Regions from separate parts of the Anser cygnoides genome. Here region 1 is linked to region 2. A link is a contact called in public Hi-C data. All regions are on one chromosome and are shown on one strand. Each heading gives the region's core, a stretch centred on a gene start, on an enhancer-like site or on the middle of the called end of the contact. The rest is flanking DNA. Distances are from core to core; before and after follow the strand shown. Region 1 holds the start of CFDP1 (craniofacial development protein 1). Region 2 overlaps WDR59 (WD repeat domain 59).

Evidence for each region. A called contact is a pair of places that touch in the nucleus more often than the background predicts.
Region 1: a Hi-C map of fetal liver shows a contact between it and region 2, with 1.8 times the contacts expected there. The contact joins the promoter of CFDP1 here to the enhancer-like site in region 2. A contact is called at or near these places in 5 of 7 Hi-C or Micro-C datasets (fetal liver, granulosa cells and liver).

What each region holds. Positions count from the first base shown.
Region 1 is chr12:13,546,004-13,552,174 of Taihu_goose_T2T_genome, forward strand. CFDP1 (craniofacial development protein 1) reads right to left here and starts at 2,881. Exons shown (of 6, transcript XM_067004672.1): 1 at 2,637-2,881; 2 at 1,587-1,797; 3 at 26-144. The coding sequence starts at 2,866. It overlaps TMEM170A (transmembrane protein 170A), which reads left to right and starts at 2,920. Exons shown (of 3, transcript XM_048078758.2): 1 at 2,920-3,078; 2 at 3,195-3,365; 3 at 3,812-6,171. The coding sequence starts at 2,964. The coding sequence ends at 3,942.
Region 2 is chr12:13,433,185-13,440,306 of Taihu_goose_T2T_genome, forward strand. It overlaps WDR59 (WD repeat domain 59), which reads right to left. Exons shown (of 25, transcript XM_067004730.1): 9 at 6,619-6,775; 10 at 4,789-4,868; 11 at 2,479-2,611. Among named protein-coding and RNA genes, the nearest start is that of WDR59, 21 kb to the right of the region's middle. Within about 2 kb of position 1,852, at least 1 of the 3 cell types and tissues checked has open chromatin away from gene starts, as enhancers often do. A contact at or near this core is called in fetal liver, where this site is marked.

The sequences.
Region 1 (6,171 bases), core at 1,631-4,130, 110 kb after region 2:
GCTCTGCACAGAGCTGCCAACTCACCTGACTTCCTCACCAGCGAAGTCAAACACTTTGGTGATTGTCACTTTTCCTGAATCTTTTGGCTTCTCGGAGTCTTTTGGTTTCTCCTGAAGCTTCTTCACATTCTTCTCTTCTTTAGCCTGTGAAATACACAAAGGAGAAAGCAGAGCAATGCACTCGGCAGCCCAGCCAAGTTACCGTCCCAAGTGGCCGAGGACCCAAGACAGACCTCAGGCAGCACCACAGTTTAGTCTGGCTGGTCAAAGCACGTCACCCACAGACGAGAAAAAGGCAAAGAGTCCCTGCTGCTAGAAGGAAGTTCCCTGTCTCGTCCCCAGGCTCTCACTGGAAGTCAGGATTTATAACAGACCCAAAATGAGAAGTGAAACTGTAATTAAATATAGGAACTGACACGAATATATTGCTGCAGTTCAGAAAGCAAGCAAAGTTCTGAAGAATTCAGTTTTCCCAAATCAAGTACAGCCAAACAGCAAAGTTGCCAGGGTGGATTAAACAGAAATACATTCACTTTTGCCCAAGAATATACGAGACCCATCAGCAGCAAAAGCAAGGCTGATCTTCACAGAGAACCCTGAAGATACCAGGCCATTTGTCAATAATGTTGAGAGGAAATTAGCTTTCTTAAGCTATTTGTCCACACTGCCTCTTTATTTACACAGTAACACCTAAAGCTTTTAACGTTGCACATGAAAATCCCCAGACCCTGCACATAATGAAAGCAAAAACTTCAATTCTTGCTCAAAATCAACTACACACTGAGAAGATCTTCAGAAAACAAATCCAAAATAAGAAGTTCACAAGAAGAGCAGAGGGACTGCATCTCCATAAATTATTCCAGACTGCAGGGGAACTTCTAAAGACCACGCATGTTCTAGTGATCCGCACATAAAACGAGAACTGCTCAGAAGAGAACTTTTCCTCTCTCGTCTATCTACAACCACCTCAGCTGTTCAGCCAGTAACAACTGAGGTGGGGAGAAGCACGAGGCTTCAGATAAAAGGACTCTTCTGAAAGTTGCAAACTTACGCAGCGACACTTGTTCTCCAGCTTTCCAACAGTTAGAGAAAGAAGCGTCACACAACGAGAACTGTTCTCCCCACACATCGCTTGTTCAAGAGTCAAGATTTTAGTTACAAAAGACTCTTTTAGCTGACAGAGGGGCAGTGGTGCCTCTCCTCTGTGTCCCTAGCTTTGGAGCAGCGGGACAGGCACAAGAAACCACGGGGGAGAGTTGTACACACAAGGGTAACTCGGACCAAGCCTCACTGTGCTGTTTCTGCTTCACAAGGGGACTCCACCACCAGGAAGGGAAGCCACCAGGGCTCCCTGGGACACTCGAGGATGCTGACAAGCAGCTCCAAAAAATCAGCACCACCAGGTCACAGACCTCCCTGCCTGGAAGGCAACCAGCTTTGCCCACAGTGGGGCTCCAGGCTTACAAACAGATGGGGCAGGGACAAATCCGTGCCCTCCACAGCTCCAACTGGAGCTGCCGCCACCCAGAACCAGCACTTTCCAACTTGAGGCCCTTCTCACATCCCCTCAGTGAAGGCCCCGGTACCTTGTCAGCTTGCGTGGCCACCGCCACTTTGGGCTTCTGTCCCACGTCGCTAAGGAAGCTGGCCCAAAGCGCGTCCTCTTTCTTCTTCTCTTCTTCTTCTCTGTCTTTTTCCGCCTGCTTTAAGTTATCCCCCTCCTCCTCTTCGTTTTCCTGAGCCTTTCCTTCCTCTTTCTCATCGGGCTCTAGCACGAGACCTCCTTTCTTCCTCTTCCTGGAAGCAGACACCCAAAAAACCACGCTGAGATCCCGCGGCACCACCCCAGAGCCCAAACTTAGGTGGGTGAAACAATACAAACACTTCACGTCCCGGCTACAGCACCTGCCTGGGAGGCTTCCCCTAACCTCGGAGGGGGGAAGCTGGTTAATTACAGGACTGCCCTGATCAGAAACCACAGTAATTAGGTGGAAAATGCAGCGAGAAGCCCTGAATGGAGCTTACAGGTGGGCATACGGGGTGGACGTACAGGTGGATCGTGGATTCTGCAGGAACCTCCAGGCGAGGAGGCCTTAAACGTGCCCCTTATGTGTGGGGCTTTTGGCTTCCCAAATAGAAAAGAGCTAAGTTACTGTTGTTATTAACGCATCTAATTAGCCGCTGGTGAGGGCTCCAAGGCATCCCATCCTTTTAAATCCCAACGCCAACCCACAAAACACCCCGAAACGAGGCATTTCTCCTCACCGGGCATCCCGAGGGACCCCCAGGCACGCTGCACGCCCTCGCGGAGCACCGGACAGCGCAAAAAAAAACCGATTTTCGGTTAATTCACCCGGCACGGCCGCGCCCCCGGGTCCCTACCTGCCGGCGGGGCGGCGGGGGCTGCTCCTGCCGCGGGCTGCCCGCGGCCCGGCCCGGGCCCGGTCCCGGTCCCGCTGCTCCTCGTCCTCCTTCACCAGCTCGCTGCCGTCATCCTCGCTGTACTCCGCGCCTGCGGGCACAACCGGCAACGGCCCCCCGGTAATTAAACCCCTCGGTAACCAAACCCGCCGGTAACGAACCTCCCGGTAACGAACCCCGCGGTAAGCAGCGGACGCCCCGGTGGCGAGGCTCACCCGAGGGCACGTAGTCCTCGTCCTCGGCCGAGCTGTACGCCTCCTCCTCCGAGCCCGACATGGAGCCGCCGGTAACCACCGGGAGCCGCCGCCGCCGCCAGAGCGCCGCCCCCGCCGCCGCCGCCGCCCTCGAGCGCCCCCTGGCGGGGCGGACCCCGCCGCCCTCCCTCGGCCGGGGGCCCGGCCGCCGGCCCCTCCGCTTCCGGGTCTCCGCCCGCGGCCGTTGCCATGGCAGCGGGGAGCTGGTTGGCGGGCGGCGCCGCCCGTCAGCGAGCGGCGCTTTCCTATTGGCCGAGACCGGAGAGGGAGGGAGGGGCTGACGAAGCGATGGAGGGCGGCGAGGCGGGCGGCGGGCTGCTGCAGCAGATCCTCAGCCTGCGCCTGGTGCCGCGCTCCGGGAACGGCACCGCCGCCTACTCCAACCCGCTGGCGGCCTTCTCAGGTACGGGCACGGCCGAGAACCGGGCTCGGCGCCGGGCCGGGCCTTCCCCGGGGGCCGCCGGAGGCCGCCGGGCCTGCCCCGAGCCGAGCCCCCGTGACGGCGCCGTCCCCCCGCAGAGATGTGGTACGGCGTGTTCCTGTGGGCGCTCGTCTCCTCGCTCTCCTTCCACGCCCCCGCCGCCCTGCTCGCCCTCTTCACGCTGCGGCGCCACAAGTACGGCCGCTTCATGTCGCTGGGCCTCCTGCTGATGGGCATCGTGGGACCCATCACCGCCGGCATCCTCACCAGTACGGGACCCGCCCCAGCGCTGGGCGCCGCCGCCGCCCCCCCGCCCCCCGCCTGCCCGTCGGGTGCCTCACAGGGGGCCGCGTCCCCTGGCTCGGGCAAAAACCGCCCGGGTTTGGGGGCTGTGCAAAAAATGGGCTGCGTTTGTGGGCTGCCAGCGTCCTGGCGTGGGCTGAAAATGTGCCCCCAGACAGCTCAGGACCTCACGGGGGCCTGGGCAGAGCTCTGCCAGCGCTGTTCCCCACGAATCTCTGTTGCCACCCGCATTCGTTGCCTCGTGGCTAAGATTTATCACATATCGAGCACCCTGCCCCTGCCCGCTGGGCTGCAGAGCTTCTGCAGAACCCCTCACTTTGTCCAGTCAGCCCCCTCCCTGCTCGTTCCCGTGGCACCGCAGTGTTTTTCATATCACGCAGTAATCTTTCTGCTTTTTCCCCCCTCTCCGCAGGTGCTGCCATCGCAGGAGTTTACAGAGCTGCAGGGAAAAACATGATTCCCTTCGAAGCCCTCATTTTAGGAGTGGGTCAGACGTTCTGTGTGGTGGTGGTTTCGTTCCTACGGATTTTAGCCACTCTCTAGCTTTTCTTCGGATGCTAGCGCTTGAAAATGGAAGGGAACCCAAACATCTGCCCCGTGCCCGGGCTCTGTGAAGCAAATAACGAGGGAGCGCAACTCGAGGGGTGCCTCGGCGTGCGCTTCCTCCCCTGCTTGAGGTTGTGTGAAGGCTTTCTGCCTCCAGGCCGGCGGCAGAGCCTGACCTGAAGGGCTGCGTGCCACACGCATGCGTTGGAGAACGTGCTTTCTGTAACTTCTGTTGCTCATGTACCACCGTAACGGCTGGGTTAGGTCCCCCCGGCACTGCTGAAGCTGTGCCGCCGATCCTGAGCAAACATCTGCAAGCAGCATTGGCTGCTTCCCGGCCAAAATGCGCCACTAAACGGGTCCCCGGTCTGCTTTAGAAATTAAGATAAAAATTGTTAATTTTGTTACATTTTCGTAACGCTAAGTGCCAAGTGAAACTTCATTTCCCTGGAGGAGGCTCCGCTACCTTCTGCAGGTGACAGATTGTGGCAGCAGCAGCGTGTAACTCAACAGCAGCCACGCCTGGTGCGGTGTCTTCAGCGCTCAGTTAATGCTTTGACCTCTTGCTGCTTTGTTTGCAGTGAACCCGAAGCTCTTTTAATGTGATTTTTTTTTTTTTACATGAGAAATTTCTTTTATTGTTTTTCTTCTGGCCCCGTCTCTGCCAGATCATGCTCATGGTGAAGCTGGGGAGCAGCAAAAGGAAAAATCATTTTAAATAGCTGAGACTGAAAAGTTGTGGCTGAGAGTTGTGAACATGCCTCAGGGGCAAGGGAGATGGTGTGAGAAAGATTGTGATTTTAATGAGTTTTATTACTGTGAAGCTCTCCAGACACTGGACGTCCTGCACGGGAGCTGCACCCCGCTGCCCGCAGCAGCAATCCCAGGGCACGTGTGGGCGTGCGCGGTAGTTTCTCGGGCTTTGGAGGAGATCTGTGTTCCTGAACTCATTCTGACTTCACCTGCTGAACGTGCTCACGTCGGTGTGGGAGAATTGGACATCTTCACTGGTGCGCAAACATAATTTTAGATGCCCCTCAACCCCTACCCACCGAGGTACACTCTCTCCTAACGCATTGGTTTAGTTTTAAGTGACTTTTAATTAATTCTTGATCTGCCTGCTTGCCTGGAGGTGTGCTGTGCGGTCAGGGCTCTCAGGTGTGCTCTCTGGGGGCTGGGTTTTGGGGCCTTGGGGAAGCTGGGGCTGAATCCTGAGGCTGTTGCTGCGTGGAGTAGCCAGCCCCAGGGCTTTGCTGTGGTCCCTGCGTGTTTCGTAGCCGCTGCCGTCATCTGGGTTGCTGAAGGGAGGCGCTGTCCGTGTCTGGCCTCCCAGGCCACGCTTCCCACCTGGGTTGTTTCTGAACTCGCTGGGTTTTCAGAGCAGCTCGCCCTCTGTGTCTGATCCCCTCCGTACGGCCAGTTGTCTTCCACAAAGGTGATGAAACAACCCTGAACGGGATCATGTGCATCATAAAATTCTCTTGCTGTGCATCACGAAATTCTCTCTTCAGGTTCTCTCGAACAGTCCTTTGACAGTGGATGGAGAAAGTTGTTTTTCAGGAGCTTTAATGAGAATACGCTAAATTTTAGCCTGTATTAATCCAGGGAATAAAGCTGTGAATTTTAGGAGTTGAATGCAAACCCTTCTCCTTAGGCAGGCAGGGTCTGAGCCCTGGGTCTGCTGCGTGGGGCTCTGGGGGCCCTCTCCCCTCTGCGCTTCCACCCCCCTGCCCCAAACGAAAAGCAGGAGTCATGAGTGATCTGCTTGGATCGCCTTCCCCTTCCTGCTCATTTCAAATCGCGTCGTGCACAGCTTGTGCCTGGAGCACGTGGCTCAATTCACGGACTCGTCCCGTCCTTTCCCAGACGGATTAAAAGTGCTGAGGCTGGACGGGGCGGGTCAGCCTTCCTCGCCTCCTGCAATAAAACCAGACCCAAACACAGCGGCGTAGTTTTGAGCCGAAGCACCAGGGCAGGCTGTGAATGCAGGTTCCTCCCTCTCATCACGTTGTTTTGGTGTTACCTTCACCTTCCTCCAAGCAGAGGAATCCCTTGAGTCTTCAGCAGGTGGCTTTGCTCGGACAGAAGGATTTGGGAAGGCTGGGATTTGGAAATACTGAGGGCTGTTGCACGAGGCTGGGTAAGTACCCCACGACTGCCTGGGAGAAGAACAATTCCTGCTCTACTGCAGCGCGAACTTGCCAAAAGCTGTAAAGAGCTTGCAAA
Region 2 (7,122 bases), core at 602-3,101:
GATCTAACTGTCCAGTTCCACTGTCAGTGTTTTTTCAGGAGGACAATAACCCCTCAAACACAGGACAGATTTAAAGAGCCAGGCAAGCACTGCGGGGACACAAGAAATTAGGGTTAAAATAGCCAAGTGGACTGTGTTTCAGAAGAACTGGTCTCTGCCTGTTGTTGTGCCTGGCTCTTGCCTTGACCCTTGCGACATACCTCATTAGGACAGGGGCAGCTCCTGCTGGAGGGGGTTTCGTGTGGCAACCTTTCCTAAGAAGGCCAAATATATCTTTTGATGATGGTTCCCAAGGACACAAGGCAAGTCCCATTTACTCAGCTGTCATTTTCACCCTTGATGTTGCACAGACTACTCTTAGGGAGAAAAAAAAAAAAAAAAAGAAATGCAGAAAGCTATCCTTTACCAGGTTTTGCCTGAAAGCCACTGACTTTGCTACTGGGACAAATATATCTGGCTTTATGGCTGCCCAGTTGGTTGCTGAATTTGGATAGGTAGGACGCTTAGCTACTCATTCCTATCTGTGATTTTATTAGTGCTTAGATATACTTCACAATAGGGAGCTGGAAAAAGGATTAAAGGAAGATCAGTGGCTCTGAGGGAAGATAATTATTTCTAACTCAAGACGCCACATAGCTTACTGAAAAGCCACCTCTGAGGTTCCTAAAATGGGCACTGCCTTCCCTTTGTCTTCTATCCCCATTCCCTTCCAATTAGCTTCTAATCCCCAGAAACCCACATATTTGTCTAGATTCCTAAAGATCTTTCATAGGCAACAACCAGTGAGGACAGCTGTATACCGACGACACAGCTGGGGGGCTTTCTGATTTATCTGCAGAGCCCTGTTATCTTCAAAGATCCCCCAAAGTGCTTTACTAATGTAACATAAGAGACTTTGCTGCTGAAATCAACAGTCCACAATAGCTTTTAGGCTAGAAAGAACTGAAATTCCTACCTAGGGACTTGCTTGCGCATTGATCCTGAAGTCATGCTATTTGCAGCAAAATCTGCCCTGCTACAGAAAGTCATTTTTATTCCCTTTGGCCGCAAAGGAAACCTTACCAGCCTGAACCAAAACCAGATGCACAAAGAAGCCACGTAGGACACATGAATGTGATGTTGTCAAGGACAGTGAAAGACGCTCTCCTTTGGAAAAAAGACGTCAGGCAGACAAAAACAAGAACCCTTCTCAATGCTCTCCGCTAGAGCAGGAGAGGCTGTGCTTCCCCATGCAGTACTGCTCGCGGTGAGCACAGGTAGCCAGGGTACTTGCTATCGTATTATAAAACTCTCATGTAGGTAGAGGTGCTGGCAACTTTTAGAAACTTGTTCTGCTGCCACACAGGAGAGTTTACAGAGGAACTTCACTGGGCAGGAAACTTCCAGTTAGGAAGAGCTACCTTCCTAAGAGCTAGTCTTCCTAAGAGACTCAGACCACCTCCTTTATTCAGTGGACAGTCATTAGACCATTTCCTCACCTTCTCTCCAATTTGTTGGCAAGCCAAAAGGAGAAACAAATTGCTTGTCTGTAAACTTGCCACATGGGGATCCATTGTAGCACTGCGCCACACTACAGAGGAGAACTGAATTTAAACCCAAGCTGACACAAAGCCATGGGAGCACCCAATTCTTATTCCTCAGTATTAGATGTAGAAACCTCTTTAGAGGACTTATTCATGTGCACATCCTCACCTTGGGTCTCGGCTGATGCAACCTCTTCTGTTCTGTTCTAACCTCTTCAAACACTATCACCCATGAATGTTTAACCCGGCCAGATCCTAAACCACACAAACCCTCCTTTACATTCCTGCCTTTGTTTGCCTTCTCTTCCATAAAACCAAATCAATACTTACTGTTAAGCCCGCTCCCATCCACCTTTCTGGTGCTCACAGGTTAGAGACGCCAGCCCTCCCCCTCCACTCTGCCAGCCTTAAGCCACCTCTCCTCAACACGTGAAAAAAGACACAGCAGCTCTCTCCATACTACTTCGGTGGTTGGGAGAAGACATCTGCAACACGTCCATGTCCTCAGACCAGTTCACATAGCGACTAGCAGAAGGGTTTCGATACCAGGTAAGCAGTTTGTGTCAGAGCGCCTTCCCTTTTCTGTGGGGCTCATCTCTCAGCTTAAAACAAAACATATTCTTAAGAAGCTGAACTGACTTTCTGATTACGTTATTCTTGTCAGGAAGTCACAGCTAAGACCTAAAGACAATGCAATTAAATGCCAGTAGTGACAAGGAAGAGACCTGTTTTACAGCTAGAATGACATCATTGTGTTAGAGGAGAAAAATTTGGTAGGACAAGCCCGAGAAACCCCTCGTGGCTTTCCTCCTCCCAAACTGGGAATCCATTGATCTTTGAAACAAGACCAGTTTTTGCTTTGCCTATGGTGTTACTTTCTTATGCCATGATGCATCATCTTCCCAACGCAAATAGAGCTCATGTTTAGAGTTCCACAACCCATCACTTGCCTCACCTTCCTCATCCCCGTGCCCAGAGTTATGTTGGGGCTCAGAGTCCTGGGGATGAAGGGTCTTGTCCGGCTCCGACAGAAGAGAAATCCCATCGACGAGGTCATCAACTCCATCCAGGATATCGTTAGCACACAACTGAAAAGAACAAGCAGACCCACATGCTGCACAATGGAAACCAAACCATGGAAGGAAACACCACTAAACCACTCATTTCTGGATTTCCAAGGTAGGTTCGTCCACTCAACAGTCATGGCTTTAAGACCTTGGCATTGTTACTGTGACAAGACACGTTATTTTCCCCTTTCCAGCATCCTCCCCTTTGTCACCTCAGACAGCCTGGCCAAACCTCCTGCTCACTTACAAAAGCCACTTAAGTGACGTGGCCAGTCTAAGTAACAGAGGTTTTACTTAAAACTACACGTGAATGCCTTTAAGTCCTTAAATTAATGTGTGTGTGTCAGAAGTAATTTAATTTTTTAGATCAGATACGACAGTAGTATGCTTCCTGCTTTTGATATTTACACTCCAGTAGGATTTGGAGGCCCAGGTAAATAAAAATACCACAGGCCCCAGTGCTCCAAGTCCTGTACCAGAAAGAGACCATGAAAACTTGTATTTTAAAGTTCAGCACAATAAAAGAAGGGAAGATGAAGAGAAGAAACACAGAGAAGAAAGGATAAGGTTATGATATAGCAAATTACAGCATTGGTCACCAGCAACATGGCATCATATGTGTAGTTTGATAAAGACCAAGAACAAGAGGGGAGCAGGGGCCAACAAGGGAAGAGACAAACAATCGATTCAAAGACAGGACAGAAATAAAATATTCACAAATATATCATGTAGGAGTAAAGGGTCACTTTTCACAGAAAAGGTTTGTTACAGACCTGCAGGACTCCTGCAGGATCTGTGCTGGGACACATGCTTCTCAACATATTCATTAAAGACCTAGAACAGGAGGTGAATAGCGACATGACCAGGTTTGCTGATGCCACCAAGTTATTCAGGGTAGTAACGTAAGTGGCTGGCAACAGTCACAGAAAGACCTTACAGAAGTAACTGTATTAAATTGGAAGATGAACCTCAGTTCAGATAAATATAAAGTAATGCATACAGGCAAAAAATGGCAAATTCAAGCTGAGGGAACAAAACAGAGGCCAGACTAAGCTGATGTTTTCATGGAATTATGCCCAGCAATTTAAAAACAAACTGAGTATTGAGAATTCTTTGCTAAGAACAAGTTCTGATCCCCATCCCAAAAAGGATATAGTAGAACTGAAAAAGGGTTGTGAAAGCAAAAGTATGATCAAAATTCTTGTACAGGGGATGACAGTAATCAAGACCTTTTGACCTGACAAAGGAGGCAGCTGAGGAGGGATATGATGGAGGTTTACAGAATCATCAGTAGCACAGACAAGATGGTGTAAGATTGGCTGCTCATTTCTTTAATATAAGAGCTAGTACGTTTCAAACAAAACTACCAGGTAGCAAATAAAGTCATGAAAGGAGCTGTTTTTCCACACAACATGCAGAAAAGCCGTGAAACTCCTCATCATGGGACGTTTAGGATGACAGAAATGTACACAGGTCCAAGAAAAGACGGAACAAATCAAGGGAAGTGGAGTCCATCGAGCTCTATTAGATACAAAGATGGTCAAGCTTGGTAAGCCTCTTAAGCTGTAAACTACAGGAGCCTAGGAGGGCATGTGAGAAATGTCACTCCATACTTGCCTCTTTCTTATCCTCTTCCAAGACATCCACAGCTGAAGATGAGACAGAGGGAGCAATATGGGCCATCATGGCCATGTGAACCTCTGGTCTGACGCAGCAGAGCTGTCCTAGTAATTGCATCAGCACTCTGCAACTGCCGCCAGGCAGCAGAACAACAGGACTCACACTGCCTGCACCAGGCTAAGAGGCAATGGAAACACGAGAGGAAGCAGAAGGCACAATCCCTACATTTACCTGATACCTAGAATGCCATGAAAAGAGCCTCGTCTGGCAGCCGTAGAGGCAGCATCTCCAGAGGCAACACAGGTAGTAACTGATCTCCACCTTCCCTAAATATCTTGTATGCTTACTGTTAGATGACAAAGTGCCTCGGCACGAACAGAGACCTCAGCACAGGTCTGCCTGGGGATGTTTCTGGCCACACCTGGGCTGGAGCTACAGGGGGAAGTAAAGTGGCAGCTGGCTGCTCTGCATCTGCAGCTCTAGGACACCAGAGGAGTGACTGGGAGTGCAAGGAAAGGGAGGTGAACACAGCCTCTAAGAAAACTGCCTCCGGTTTAAGAGTGCAAGTGTTTACGTACCCTCTGCAGCTGAGAGTCAATCCGCCACATCCGCAGAGTCTGATCGCGGGACCACGTAACGAGCTGGTAGTCTTTAGAACCTAAAAAGGACAGAAACTTATAGACCCAGCTGAAAGCAGAGCCCATCGCAGCACTGCTTTTAGTGTAAACAGACACAAGGAAGCCAGCAGGGAGGATTCTATGGATAAGGCACTAAACAAAAGCAGAACTCTGAGTCCTATCCTGCCTTGAACTGACCCAGGCTCATCAGCCTTTATCCCTCCTGCACCAGTTACCACAGCTCAAAACAGGGCATAATTTACAGACAGAATATAATGAATGTGATACCAGTTTTCGAACTAGGAATGAACAAGATCAACAACAACGCTTATTTAACCAGAAGAAATAATGTAGTTGAGAAATGGATTTATTTTTATGAGAACTGCAAAGTTGAAACAGGTGATGAACTAAAATATCTCAATGCAGATGTTTTCGAAACATTTCTAAGCTACAGCAGCTGGTTCTATCCTTCCTCCTTTTCCTTCTGAAAGACTCAGATAATGCCCAGACAAGTTCAAGTTGTAACAAAATACATCTAGCCACATACTATCTATCAGCAGATAAAGGTATCCAGACTTATTTATGTCCACGTTTAGGCCTTGTGATACAGTTTAGGTTTCCCTTGTCAAACAGCTGCTGTGTTTAAGAATTTGCTACTGCACAGCTGCTTCCTACGCCCCTCTACTGAGGCACGGGGGCTGTCTAAATTCAGCACAAAAGATTGTGTGGAAGGAGTGGAAGGAGAGCTGAGCTATCTTGGTTGCCTGCACTGAAGCAGACTAGGAATGCTTGCGTGATTGATTAATGTTGCTTGAGATGGGGATGACTTCAAGCCTTGGATATGTATCTACGAACTCAGCTAAGAGCGCAACTGTGGCTCAGGTCTGCTCGATTGTTCACAGACAAGCTGTCTTAGACTGCAGCTGGTGGGTGCACAGGCTCCAAGGGCAGGAGTTTACAGTACTGAACATCCCGGAGAACTAGCACAGGAGTCCCATTCACTCACAGTGCAGAGGAGAAACCAACTCCCGGCTCAACTTTGAGCCAGCATCCTCGCTGATCTGGACTCTCCCATCATCTGTGCGCTTTTACACAGCGCCGCAAAGCAGCACCAAAGCCAGGCGTGCTCGTTCTGTCGATGGCAGCTGAGGTTCTGGAAACAAAGCTGTGCTCTGTGTCATTATCCAACCTCTAATATGGAATTTCCTATATTTAGCTGCCTACACTGGAAAATTTAGTCAGGATTCAACTCTGACAGCAGCCTCCCCATCCCACGCTCTCCTTCCCCTGCCACTGCCAGCGCACCACAGATAAGGTGAGTGCTGGGTGCACCAGTTCTGGGGCTGGGATACACTGGAGGCTGTGCTCTGGGCAGCGATGCGAGGGGTTAACTGGGTGCCTGCAGCTCTGAGCAGGGGGAGGGTCCCTGCACCGTACACCCATCTAATAGTTGGTACAACTTCTTCTGAAAGATCCATTTAAAACAGACTCGCAGGGGAGAGGAAGCAATTAAGAGTCACCGCTGACCCACTCGGCATTCAGTGGGTTTGCTTCGTTAGCATGGAAACAACAGGGAAATACTTCTGTGGCCGCTGCCATAAAATAAGTACAGAACAGCTGTGACGTGGGGGAGATGGCAGGCAGGGGCTGGAAGGCAAGTAGAAGCTGCTTCAAGGAAAGGCAGGAGTCAAAAGATGACAGCATGAGCATCGCAGCCAGCAGCCTGGCCTCTGCACCCACAGAAAGACAGCGGCAGCAGCCCGTGGGAGACACACCTGGCCCTGGACTCACCTTCTTTCTGTTTCCTCCACTGAAACTCCAGCACCACGTCATCGTGCCCCACGAAAGTATGCACAGGCGTGTTCAAGTCAAAGACATTCCAGAGAAGCAGACTGTTCTCTCGCCGGAGCTGCGGGACCATCACTGTCACCAGCCCGTTGCTGAAAGGCTTGAGAGAGAAACACCCTCCTGTTAACCTTGGGGAGTTAGGCTCCCATGCTGTCAGCATGCCCTGTAATTCTTCCTTTTTGCCATTAACAAGAACAAATTGTTTTTAAAGGAACTCAGCACTAAACAGAAACAGGCCTAAATCAGGAGAGGTTGGAAGGCAAGAGGCTGTTGTGCAAAACCAGCATTTTACAAGGGAAAAGATATAATAAGCTCAGAGATATTAACTGCAGCCCCCTTAAGATATGCCATTTCTTTCTGCTTCTCCCTGACTTCTCAGCTGTGAGGCCGCAGGGGTTTCACCACTGACTTTTCACATGGGATCCTTACTGCAGTTTGCCAAGAACT